Regions from separate parts of the Mus musculus genome. Here all the other regions are linked to region 1. Evidence: chromatin contacts called from public HiChIP or PLAC-seq and promoter capture Hi-C data. All regions are on one chromosome and are shown on one strand. The core of a region is the stretch at or near the end of the contact, and the rest is flanking DNA. Distances in the headings are between cores, read along the strand shown.

Region 1 (4,233 bases), core at 473-2,972:
TCAGGAAGCTTCCCTGACACAGACGTTTAGCATCTTCACAGCCTTAGTGTCTCATTTGGAGCACCCATTCTTTGTAACTACGCATCTGTTCCCACGACTCTGATTGATGTCACGCTCCCTTGCTAAATGGACATCTCCCGAAGTTGGTGCCATGCCAGCTTTTATGTATCAGTGTGTCTCTGGTATTTACCGTGGTGCCCGGCATGTACTATTTGTTGGGTAAATAAATGAATGTCCCAGAGGCAGGAATTCTGCTACCAGTGATCATGTGGCTAACAGCACCAATTAACAGGCAACCATGCCCCCGAGGGGAGAAGAGGGAGGCAGAGAGGTGACCTGAGGTAGCTTCCAGTTTGCCAGGAACCAGCCCAGATGCCATTATAACCAGCAGTAGTAACAGTAAAAAGCACGGGGGTCTTCCCATCCACCAGCACTGCTCCCTGCCAAGCTGAGCAATCCTAGGAAGGGGGTCCTTCCCTTCCCTCCCACACCCTAGTGCTCTGGTCAAGAGCTCACTGCTGACATATGGTAGAGTCAAGATGGGAGATCAAGGCTTCTTGTTCCCCAAGTTCAACCTTTGGATGTGGGCATACAAATGAATAATAGGCTTGCTGCATTTTTTAAAAACTCACTCCAGTTGCCACATGGGACACTGGAGCTGAGCCTCTGCTCCCACAAAAGCTGTCAGTCACCCATGCACTCATGTGACATGTATGTACACACGCGCGCACACACACACACACACACACACCAGCTCTGGATTTAAACACAACCATATCCTCATCGACGTTCATGGGGGAATCTGTTTGCATCCCTGCGATGGCCTGCATGGCCTGGAACATGCGTTCTGGGATAGGAAAGCAGATCCCCTGGGACCTGCCCCGCCCCCCCACCCAACCTGGTCTGATCTGAACTAGGATCGCCCTGAGTTCTGCAGTTCCTCTCTCTGCCACCAGGAGGCAGCACTAAGCGGCCCCAAGAAGGGCTTCAGTGAGGACTAGAGCGCCTTTGCTAGAGACTCCTCACCTGCAGGAGTGCTGTGTCCCACCCACCCAGTCCTGCAATGGAAGAATGGGACCGGTGGATCTGTGAGGCGCCTGGCAGAGAAGCAGGTGAGCGGAGTTGTTACCTGCCTGGCCTTTGGGAGGAGCCTGGGGTAGCTTTCCCAGAGTCTGCCCGCAGTGTGTGTACATCTCACTGGAGGCGCCCCCCGGCACCCCCTGCCTGCTTAGTCTCTAACAAAGGAGGTAAGGCAGACGACTGACTTTGGAAAGAAAAGGCCTAGAAATGTCACGGTGTAGAGAGAAGGGACCGTGGGGACCCTCAGAGCCCCGGGGCACTTGGAATCTTCTAGAGTAGTGTGATCCAGTCCCAGCTCTGACACTTTTCTAGTCCTATGAGACGGTGCCTTAGTTTCTTTCTATGTAAAATAGGAGGGGGGGGGAAGCAGTGAACTTGCCAGGCATCCGATTTAAAGGGCTGTGCACCCTAAGTGCCCTGTCAGGGAAGGGGAGGAAGAGAGAAAGGCATCCAATTACCGAAGTCCAGACCCTTCTGGGAGATCATGGCCACGAAGCCAGGGTCGGTGGCGGCTGTCAGGGCTGTGCCAATGATGGCCAGCAGCAACAGGGCTGACCATTTCCGCACGTTGTCAGGGGCCCAGGTCATGTCCTCTAGGGCAGCCCAAACCACAAGGCCTCGGATGGGAACCTGAGACCTATAAAGAAGCCTTCTGGGGAAGGGCAGGGCAGTAGTAGAAAGAGGAAGGAGGAAGGCAGCCGTGGGGGCGGGAGGGGGAGGGCAGCTGCGGTTCCCCATCAACGTTGGGGACCAGTCCAGGGGCTGCCCCAGTGGAGCCTAGAGGTCTGTGCGAGCATGGGCATGTGCGCATGTGCTGTGCACGTGCACGCGCCCACCCATGCCAGCACGCGCGAGCCTGTTGAGACCTGTGGCTCTGGGACGGATTCCTCTTCCTAAGCAGTCCATCCTTTTCTTGCGTCCTCCTCGCCTCATGTAAGGCTTTCTTTCAAGCTGGGTGGTGACCACACGGAGACTCCCTGTCTCTAGTTCCTATCCCTTTGGTTGTATCCGTAGTAAATTGTTTAAAAAACGGGACCTTTGGAGGTGTCCCCCATCCCAGGCTGCAGGGGTACTTTTTTAGTGCTCTAATTCTGGAGTCTTGTCCTTGGCATCTCAGCTACTCTTTAAGGCTGGTCTCAGCCTCTCTGTGCTTCTCTGTGCCTCGGTTTCCTCTCCTATAGAGTGGTGGTGGGGGGTGGGGGGGGACTATCACCTTCGCCCCTAGCTTACTGTGAGGACAGGATGGCCTTCCAGTAGGGAAAGCAGGCATAGTGTGCCTTGCGAGAAAGAGAATCCAGATGGGAGCCTTAACCGGAACTTCAGAAATAAATACGAGAATCAGTTACATGGACTCGTCTCCAAGACACAACACCAAACATATTTTAATTTTCGCCTGTCCCATTTTTTTTTTCCTGGCAAGCATAGATAGTTAGTTCTGCCTGTTTGTTTTCCTATCAGACATGGGATCCTATTGGTTAGCCCGGGAAAGTTCCCTTTCTCTGAATACATTCTCCCCCGGCTTTCAATATTCCATCGTTTCCTAAACCCAGTTTTCTTAACCAGATATCTGTTTTCACACATTTCACCCCTCCTTCTCAGGGACCAGGATTTGAGGCTTCTGAGGGGACAGTAGGCTTCTCTTAGAGCCAAGATACTTCTAACACCATCAGGAGCAGGAGGCGCTAAGCTGGAGGGGCAAGGTGGGAACCCCCACCCCCATCCCTCCCCTCCTGCAATCTAGTTCAGCTTTGCATGCAGGGCTGTGAAGTTCTGCAGCAGCCTCAGGCCCCGAGTGGGAGTGGCCCGGTCTCCATGGTGAACAGAGGGGGCTGGACTTCAGAGGCTCAAGGTTTCTCACGCCCCACCCCAATCCCCTGGATTTTATGGAAGTCTAAAAATCGGGATCCTCCTATCCTCCTGAGGGCTCATTTCCTTTCTTCCTTCTTTCCTTGTTTCCTTTCTTTCTTCCTTCCTTCCTTCCTTTTTTTTCCCTCATCACTTCTTTCTAAGCAGATCCTCCTGCTATCTGCCCAGCTAGGAGACATTGCCTTCCAAACATCGGAAGAAACACAGAGCTGTGTACACAGGACCTGCCAGATATTGCTCCTCCTATGCAATGATATTTGTAAAGGACCCTGCTTTCAAGAGGCGGTGAAGGGGAGACGCCAGGAATTCTTACCCCTGGGTTTTCGCCCTCTGGATCTCCCTCAGAACATTTCTTCTGCACCCGAGGCAGCTGGGATCCATGACCTGTCATAAAATGCCATTTTCAGAAAATAATCCTGGACACCTTCCCATTCAGACATACACTCGGGCAAAACACCCGTGCATATAAAGTGAAAATGATTTTCAAAATACATTTCAAAACATAAAAATAAGGCCTAGAGCAACGCAGGAACACACGGAGAGTAGGTGTCCCAGGTTTAGGAAATTTTGACATTGTGCATATACCCTAGTGTAATTTCTTTGATTCTTATGGATTTCTGGTCTTTTTCCTAAGTAATTTTTAAGTATGTATATGCCTGGGTATCTGTGCGAGTGTGTGTTCATGTGTGTGCACACATGAGTGCAAAGTGACTTCAGAGGCCAAAAGAGGGTCACAGACCTCCCTGAGCTGGAATTACAGACAGTTGTAAGATGACTGAAGTGGGTGCTGGGAACTGAATCCGGGCCCTCTGCATGAGATAGAAGACATTTTGTTTTGCTTTGCTTTGCTTTGCTTTGCTTTGCTTTGCTTTGCTTTGCTTTGCTTTGCTTTGCTTTGCTTTGTTTTTTTTAACCACGGAGCCCTCTTTAGCCTGGACTTTTATTCTGCTCAGAATGTCCACTTGTTTCAACCTCACCCACACTATTCTGCTGACCGACGCCACACGGCTTAAGTGATGAGCAGAACCTGAGGTCACAGTAGGACTTCATGGGGGGACATCACAAGTGGGCTGGCCCAGAGGCGGATTCTGTGCACTGTCTTGCTCTAGGTTCTTATTCTGTTGAAAGGTAAACTAGAGTGAGTGCCACATGGACCTGGGCTCTGGCTCAGGCCTTGTCACCTGCTCCTAGTGAGAGTCTGCCTAAGCTCCAGCCCTGCTTTCTGAAGCCATTTTTCCTTTCTGGACGAGACAGTGTCTGTGCTGAAAGTCAATGAAGTGAGCCATC
Region 2 (4,150 bases), core at 1,109-3,608, 450 kb after region 1:
TATCACACAGTTGGTCAAGCTAATGGCTTTTCCCTTCCTTTCTTATTTACTCGATGGGACAGCAGTAATAGTTAAAAACATGGTGACTCTGTGCTAAGAAAGAGAATGAGGGATACAACAGAAATAAGGATAAAGGATACAAATATAAAGCTAAAAGAAATTAATACAAATAGCTGTCATTATTGTTGTTTTGAGACAGGCTCTTATACAGCCCAGGCCGGCCTGCTCCTTACTGTGTAGTAGAGGGTGACTTTGAACTTCTGATCCTTCTGCCTCCACTTCCTAGGGCTGGGACTACAGCTGGGTACAGGCATCCTACCTGCTGGACCACTTCCCCAAGCCCATGAATGGCTACTAAGCAACTGGAAGCCAATACACATTCTTTGATTTAAAAATGTAAATTGAAGTAGCCTAGCATCAATGTTCACTTCTAAGTGCACGAAAGCCTTAAGTATGTTGATGCCTGGTATTCCCGGGAGCAACAGGGGAGTGGCCAGCAGGGCAAACTTGACAGGTGACAATTCTACAACACCTGCCTCAAACGTTAATGCAAATACCCTATGGCCTGAATGTTCCACTAGTAGGGGTTTAACACACAGATAAGCTAAGTGCACCAGAATAGTGTTCAGATGTGATACCCACTATAAACTGCTTATAACAGTCAAAATTAAAACTGAGAGCCCGGCAAAGGATGTGGCTCAGTTGTTAGGGTGATGGCTGAGCATGCACAAGGCCAGGGGTTCAATCCCCACTCCTGCATAAATTGGGCAGGGAGGCACACACATGTAATCCCAGCACATGGAAAGGAGAGGCAAGAAGATCAGGAGTTCAAAGTCTCCTGAACTGCAGGCCAGCCTGGACTACATGAATCCCTATTTCAAAAAAAAAATAATAATAATATTGGTACTTCTGTCCAATGGAACACTAGGCTATCATTAGTTCAGTGAAAAAACAATTTGCATAAGAAAACATTATATAATTCTTTTTACGTCAACATACAACACTAGCTCCTATGTATGTTCAGAAATTTTCTAAAAGAATATATATGATATTGTTAACAACAGATGCTTTTTTAAAGTAGAACTCAAAAAGATTATTGGGGATGGAGACAAGCAACAAAAGGGCCAGAAACTTCCCAAACTAGACATGTGGAGGTCGGAGGATGTCTATCGACACCATGGCACCAGCCACAGCCAGAGCAGAGACATATGGGTGGCAGGGCCACTGGCTCCCTTACCTTCAGCCTCTTCAACAGCCACTGCAGGAGTCCCTGCTGGGCAGCCTCTGTGCACATCTCCGGACGGAACTCGGCCATATTCTCCACAATAGCTGAAAGAGACAGACACCAGTCACCTGGGAAAGCATCTCTCTGCTCCTACTCGCATCAAGCCCACTTCCCATGACAAGCACTTTAGCCTTTGTCCCACTTCCCTGTATTCTACTCAACAGATGCTGTTGTCACTTTTAGATTAACCAAGGAGTTGCTATGTTTTTTCCCCTTTTTCTTCAAGTTATGTTACAAGTAGAAGTCATAACTGAAAATGACGGAATTCGCAGAAGAGATGAGGGATGGGTTTTTATGCTAATAGAGGTGACTCCAGAGCAGAGCACGCTGATGGGTGGAGAGCTGCCTAGCAAAGCACGCTCAGTCCCAGAGGTCTGCAGCTAGTCAGGCTAGGGCAGGGTCTCCTAGGGCCAGGTAGTCTCTTCTCTCTCTCTCTCTTCTCTCTCTCTCTCTCTCTCTCTCTCTCTCTCTCTCTCTCTCTCTCTCTCTCACACACACACACACACACACACACACATTGTGGTATTGTGATTCATATGAAAACCAAGACACTGGCAGGGAGGTGAGCATGATCTTCTTAATTGAGCACACTAACGCGTGCAGAGGGGAAAGGCCATGACGGCAGAGGTAGCTGCCAGCTATCGGGAAGCAAATAATTGGTCCTGCTATCTCCTACAACAGTCAAAGTGTGACTTAATAGGAAAATTAAAAGTTAGAAGGCAAAGGGAAAAAAGCTATTACATGCTATGACATCAAGAAGAAGAGCATTAAAAAAAACCACCACTGCCCTTACCACATCAAATGCTTTCCTTCCCTCCAGGGCCCCTCTGCTTCCTATCTTACAACAGGCCACTCTCACAAGGCAGACACTGTTCTGTGTTCTCAAAGCATAATATCCAGAGCGTGCTGCTGTGCCTGGATTCTGAAGGAGCAAGGGCCAAAGAAACCCAAGCCAGGCTCCTCAAGAGCCAGGCTCTTTCTTTCACCCAAGCCAGGTTCCTCAAGAGCCACTGAAAGGAGATCGGGCAGTCATGAGGGAGGGGACACATGCTGACAGTGAGCAGCAGAGGGACTCAAGAGACCAAACAGTCTCTCTCAATCAAGCACTTGTTCATTTTATCTTGTTCTGTTCGTACTACACATGATCTCCTGTTACACACAAGAAACAAAGCCACACTTCCTGCCATGGTTCACAGGGTCTTCCAAACTCTGGACAGACTCACTCCCTGATCTCACTGCCCCAACCCCACCTCCCGCCCTCATTTTCCAGAAGCACAGCCTCGCTTGACTTAGCCAAAGACAGCCACGGACTCCTCCACAGGCCAAGGGCCCCAGTCAGCTCCCCTGCAACACTCAAGGCCCTTGCTCTCAGTCTCTAGGATGTTCTTACTGACACTAATCATAGCTCTTGTCACTGGCACTCCTTCCTCTGTCCTGGGCTTTCCCATGAGAGCACCCTTGTATTAGTCATGCCTGACTCCTCCTGATCTGCCCTAGCTCCCAGTACTGTGTCTGAGAAACACCAGGCACCCAAGGAGTGGGAAGGAGGAGGCATGAATCTGAGTGTGGTAGGTGCCTGAGCAGAGACCAGGCAGATTTGCCAGAGCTGCGCTTTCCTACCACACCAGGGCCTTTTTATGAACAGCCAGCTAAGACTTTTGATAAGCTTTCCATGTTGCAAAATCCAGCATTAGGCTGACAGATGGCAATGCCAACTTCTGCCTCTGCACTAGAGCCAGCTCCCAACCGCAGGCTGTCGTGTTCCCCTCTCATACTCCCTGGGTGCCCATCTTCCCTCTTCTTTACAATAATCCACACTGAAGAGTCTAGCACTACAAGGGAGATCTGCAGTAAGCACAGAGGAGCCGGGAGGGAAACTAATCTCATAGAAACTCCTGTTTCAGCTCGGCCCCCTTCATTGCTGGAGCTCAGCTTGCAAAGATGCCACCGCTGGTTTAACACAATAGCAGCCAGGGAGGAAGCGGCCTGCCCAAAGGCATGACTTTAAATATGGCAACTGTGCGAAGGGAGAAGCTGGAGAGATTTGAGGGAGAAGGAAAGGACTGTAGAAGAATGCACTGAAATGAATGGGACTCGGGCAGCAGAGTCGCTGGAAGTATTTTAACTCACTTAGCCAAGCCGTCTGTACCAAAGACAAGGAAACACTGGCTCTTTCAATGCAAATACCTTTTTGTAATGTCCACAGATGTGCAAACACCTGCAGCTCCACTGAAGGAAGTGGGTGAGGGAAGCTGACACGAGATCACCCACAAATTTAAAACTTTGCTTCCTAGGGCAGAAAGGGCCCCACAAGGATTTCATCTTAACTTTTGGAGGCAAAGGCTGCTAAGGAGAGGTGTTCATATTGCTCTTGCAAAGATCTGGGTTTGCTTTCCAGCACCTATATCAGAGGGTCTACCACTTTTAACTCTAGCACAGGAAATCCAACAAGGATCTCCTGGCCTCCACAATGATGTGCAAACACTCCCCAACATACATATATACATAATTAGAAACAGTAAAATCTTAAAATAAAATTTAGGAGCCAGCATATTTTATATTTTCTCTTGGATGGGTACCTACTTAGTGGATTTCAGCTTTTATTGCCTATATACCAAATCAAAGCTGTAGTTACATGAAATGCACACATGGGTCTTCATTTTTAAAAGGCAGCTTTGGAGTATAGGGGAAAAAAAAAAACCAAAACCCATTTGGTTGTTAATTGGTGCCAGCCCCTCACCTAGGGTGTTGTGGACGCCATCAGCCTCCTCCCTCACAGACTCATCCAGGCGCTCCAGATTCTGCACCAACAATGCGGCCACCTGCCCGTCCACCTGCGGGAATAGGAAGCAAAGGAAGAGAAGA
Region 3 (3,782 bases), core at 787-3,286, 490 kb after region 1:
CTCATGGAGGCCTCGAGATCACAAATATGCCTAAGGCTTTCAGTAACTTTACTCTCTCTCTCTCTCTCTGTGTGTGTGTGTGTGTGTGTGTGTGTGTAAGCACACAAGCATGCACTTCTCCACCCTCCCCCACCTCACCCCAGGAAAGTGAAATCAAGACATCACCACAGAAGCTTTGAAAGAGTTAAAGAATTAAGTAAGCAAACCGCCTGCAGTACTCCCTGTGTACCCAGACGATATCCAACCTAGGCTTTAGGTTTCATTTCCCCCTCTCTATTTTTTTTAATTAAAAAGCAGTGAGAAGCTGCAGCTATAATGAGGGGCTGTGGGAACATGCAGTTATATTGGACTCAAAGTAATGTACCATAGGAAGAGGCTACATCACCAGAACGAAGCCTAAATTAAAACTCCACTATGAAACCCACTCCATTTCCTCTGGGCGTGCAATCTGTATTATCACATTTATGGTCTGTCTCGACCTCAATTAGACTTAGGGGTGGGGGGTGGGGAAAGAACTTCTATAGTAAGCAATAATGGTATCATTATGATAAATTATGAAAAGGTACAGTGCAATTATTAATGCACAGCACATGTGCACTGGGATACAACAGTAAAAATGCATGTTCATGTGTCTAAAGATAGTGCAGCCTTCCAAGTTACCTGGCTCAGGAGATAATTCATGAAAGGCACTTTCACAATGACAGAGGGAAAAAAAACTCACCCAATTCCATATGGGAACTAGAAAACATCAATAGAAGCCCTTCATGACCTTGAAATAAACCACAAATTCTTCACCTGGCAACAAGAAGCTCAGATAACCTCAGAAAAGGGTCTATCCAGTGAGGTGTGATATGCTGTTGCTCAAGTATTAAACGCTAGGAAGAACTCAGAAGTATGAAGTGTAAGACAGAAATGTCTTAACTAGGAATTCTAACCCAACTTGTCTATGGTGAGCAAGAGTGCAAGGCTCATTTCCTTTTCCATTCTCACCCAAGACTAATTGGAAGACAGAGAAGAGAATGTTGAGGACACCACGAGTCAGTAGGCCAAGCTCCTATTATATAAGAACATGGACTGGCCCCCACGATAAGAGAGGAGAGATGTATGTAGCTAGCAGACATCATCTGATGGCCAGAGCCAGTGATCAGCTCTGTTTCAACAATGCTATCCTAAATGAAGAATGGGTTTGCAGTCAGGCTTTTCTAAACTCAAACCCTGCTCCCTCTACTTGAATCCTAGAGGGTAACTTAACTCTAAATGGAGGTTAATAACCCCCTTCATAGACATTTCCGAGCATTTATCTACTCATAAAGGTGATGTTTCTATAGCATAGGGTATGGTGCTATCCACAGAGCTCCCCACCTTTGATTGAAAATCAGCAAGGTAGAAGGAGGCTTTGAACATAAATAGGCTTTAAAATGTGGGTTCCTGGGCAAGACGTGTAGCTCAGTGGCAGAGTTCAATCCCCACTATCACTTGGAGGAAAATAACAAAAATAAAAGGGAGGGTACTTTTGATTATCAAAAATATTTACCAGGTAACCTTCCCCACTTGTATTTTGGCAGCTGTGACAGAGGAAGAGGAAGGATACATAAGCGAGAGTCAATGACAACCTCGCTTCCTGATGTTTTTTCCCCCTTTGGTTTGTTTTGAGCTCTACTTGACTCTGTAGCCACTGGACAGCAAATGCCTGACCTCCCCTTGCCAGGGCTCTCACTAGAGTGAGTCTATGGGCTCAGGCATCTTCCATGTCACACAATGGTCATCTACTTGACGTCTGATTTCTCTTAGAAAACGTTTCTGGGCAGATATGGGCTGGGACTCTCCGGACACCTCTGTGGACCACACATAGTCCTCCCTAAGTGTCCCTCCCCATCTTTGGATCCTTCCTTCAGTTTACCACACCGAGGAAAGCTCAGCCGCCCTACAATCAGTCGCCTTCCCTGGTCCTTGCCCTTGAAGGACAAGCCTAGCCTGACTCACATATGGGCTTTAACCATCAGCTTCATCTGAAGACAGTGATCCCATTTGCCGCTTCCTCTTCTGCTGCTTTTTCTTCCTCGGAGTAAACGCTTCCAATAGGAAAGCAGGGGTGTGCGGCACAGAGGAGAGAGGGGAGCATGCACATAATTAAATTCCTCCTACCATGACTTTGGGATTTCATCATTTTAAAATGTTCTAATACCCCGTGAGATAATTAGACATTTGGAATGTCGCAGCCCGAGCTTGGGGACAGATCGGTCTAACCAATCTGAACTGCTCAGAAATCATCGGCTGTTAACCTCTCCTGATTACCTTTTGTCGGAATAAAAGGTAGTTTTCAAACATTCCTTCTTACCAGATGGTAGTGAGAGGCCTGACCCAGAAGCTGCAGACGAGCTGCGGTAATGAGTTCCCCCTGCCTGCACCGACTGCACATTCGCTGGTGACATTTTACAGTGAGGACTTCTGGCTCAATCAATATTTGCAGGCATGAAACCTGCCAAAGTTAACATCAGGGCTCCCTTGCAAATTTGCTCAAGGCACAACTGAAAAGGCTCATAGTCTCTTCCACTGCAACTACCATAAGCCAAAATTCATAATTAGAGATCAAAGCAATCAGAGACAGAAAATTCCACCCACCAAAAGGCTGTGGGGACGACTAAACAGACCACTTCCCAAAAAGTCTCATGTAAACTTAGTGCTGAACCAGCAAGAGAAGCCAGCAGGCCACACGTACTTTTAGGGAATACTTAAGTGCATATATAATTTGCTTTTGCAAATTCACAAGAATTAAAACTTGAAAAATATCAGTGAATTGTGGCCATCTACTAACTTGTATTTTTGGAAGGCTGCTGTGCTATACACTATACCAACGACATCTACCTGTCTTTCCAAGGTAAAAAAAAAAAAGGTACCAAGAATTCTTCAAATCCTGAGGGAAAGTTACCCCAAAATATAGAGCCCCCAGCCATTCCAATCAACCAATCAATCAATAAAAGTACAGAGGCCACGGTAACTACTGGGCAGTCTACTGTCCACAATGAGAGGAAATATGGTAACATCAAAACCGAAGGTAAGATGGCAAAATAGCAATCTCCCTCCAAAGACCTGATTCAAGAGATCGGTCAGCAGAAGGAAACAACAGAACCTACTGCAAAGAGAGAAAAAGAGAAGGCAGGATCCCTGCAAAGCTGGAGAAGAGGACAGGCAACGCACTAAAGAGGCTCCAGCCCAACTCAGCTCCAACCACCAGCTTCCAGCATGGGGGGTGGGGTGGGCAGTAGAAGACCTTAAGGTAAGCTGGGCGGCTCTGTGGGGGAGACACTAACAAACCCACTATCTTTAGGAGAAGCACACAGAACTCATGAGCTTCAAACCAATTTCCAGGTTAGTGAGACAGTGAGTGCTCTGGCAGACAGGTTGGCAGTGAATTTTGTCTCTGTGACTGACTCCACGTACAGGGACCTGGCATCTTGAAAGAGAACCCACTGTTTGAACTGTACAACCCTGGAAGCTGGGGAACAAAGGCACAACCACAAGTCTCAGCCTGAAATTAATTTGCCACAGCCCTCCATGAGCTTTGGGAGTTTGTAGAGAGCGGAAGGGCCAGACTGACAAGCCAAAAGTGCAGTCTATAGAAAGCTTGGCTCAGACAGTGGAGTGCACAGGGAAGGGTAACCCGCCCTTGGTTGCCAGGAACAGTACTCACCAGCTAAGACCCCTGAGACACAGCTCAACAGGTGGAGCCACAGAGCTGCCAGTTACTGCCTGTAGCATGAACCCTGAAGCTCCTGCAGGCT

Evidence for each region. Promoter capture Hi-C pulls out the DNA fragments that hold promoters and counts their contacts. HiChIP or PLAC-seq counts read pairs in DNA pulled down with a chosen protein or histone mark.
Region 2: an H3K27ac HiChIP or PLAC-seq map of microglia shows a contact between it and region 1, with 6 times the contacts expected there. The contact joins the enhancer-like site here to the promoter of Bpi in region 1. A contact is called at or near these places in 4 of 39 promoter capture datasets (the 3T3-L1 cell line, the C10 cell line, embryonic stem cells and 1 more), 1 of 115 datasets of contacts at active chromatin or transcription factors (microglia) and 1 of 9 other capture datasets (embryonic stem cells).
Region 3: a promoter capture Hi-C map of hippocampal neurons shows a contact between it and region 1, with 2.1 times the contacts expected there. The contact joins the enhancer-like site here to the promoter of Bpi in region 1. A contact is called at or near these places in 5 of 39 promoter capture datasets (3T3-L1-derived adipocytes, the C10 cell line, embryonic stem cells and 2 more) and 1 of 115 datasets of contacts at active chromatin or transcription factors (pancreatic cancer cells).

Annotation. Positions count from the first base shown.
Region 1 is chr2:158,255,730-158,259,962 of GRCm38.p6, reverse strand. Bpi (bactericidal permeablility increasing protein) reads right to left here and starts at 1,722. Exons shown (of 15, transcript NM_001356542.1): 1 at 1,539-1,722. The coding sequence starts at 1,668. It overlaps Gm34571 (a long non-coding RNA gene), which reads left to right and starts at 984. Exons shown (of 3, transcript XR_866913.1): 1 at 984-1,112.
Region 2 is chr2:157,806,644-157,810,793 of GRCm38.p6, reverse strand. It overlaps Ctnnbl1 (catenin, beta like 1), which reads right to left. Exons shown (of 16, transcript NM_025680.4): 6 at 4,026-4,119; 7 at 1,238-1,329. Among named protein-coding and RNA genes, the nearest start is that of Ctnnbl1, 71 kb to the right of the region's middle. Within about 2 kb of position 2,358, at least 76 of the 459 cell types and tissues checked have an H3K27ac peak or open chromatin away from gene starts, as enhancers often do. A contact at or near this core is called in microglia, where this site is marked.
Region 3 is chr2:157,765,440-157,769,221 of GRCm38.p6, reverse strand. The region is part of intron 1 of Ctnnbl1 (catenin, beta like 1); the gene reads right to left. Among named protein-coding and RNA genes, the nearest start is that of Ctnnbl1, 30 kb to the right of the region's middle. Within about 2 kb of position 2,036, at least 12 of the 459 cell types and tissues checked have an H3K27ac peak or open chromatin away from gene starts, as enhancers often do. A contact at or near this core is called in hippocampal neurons, where this site is marked.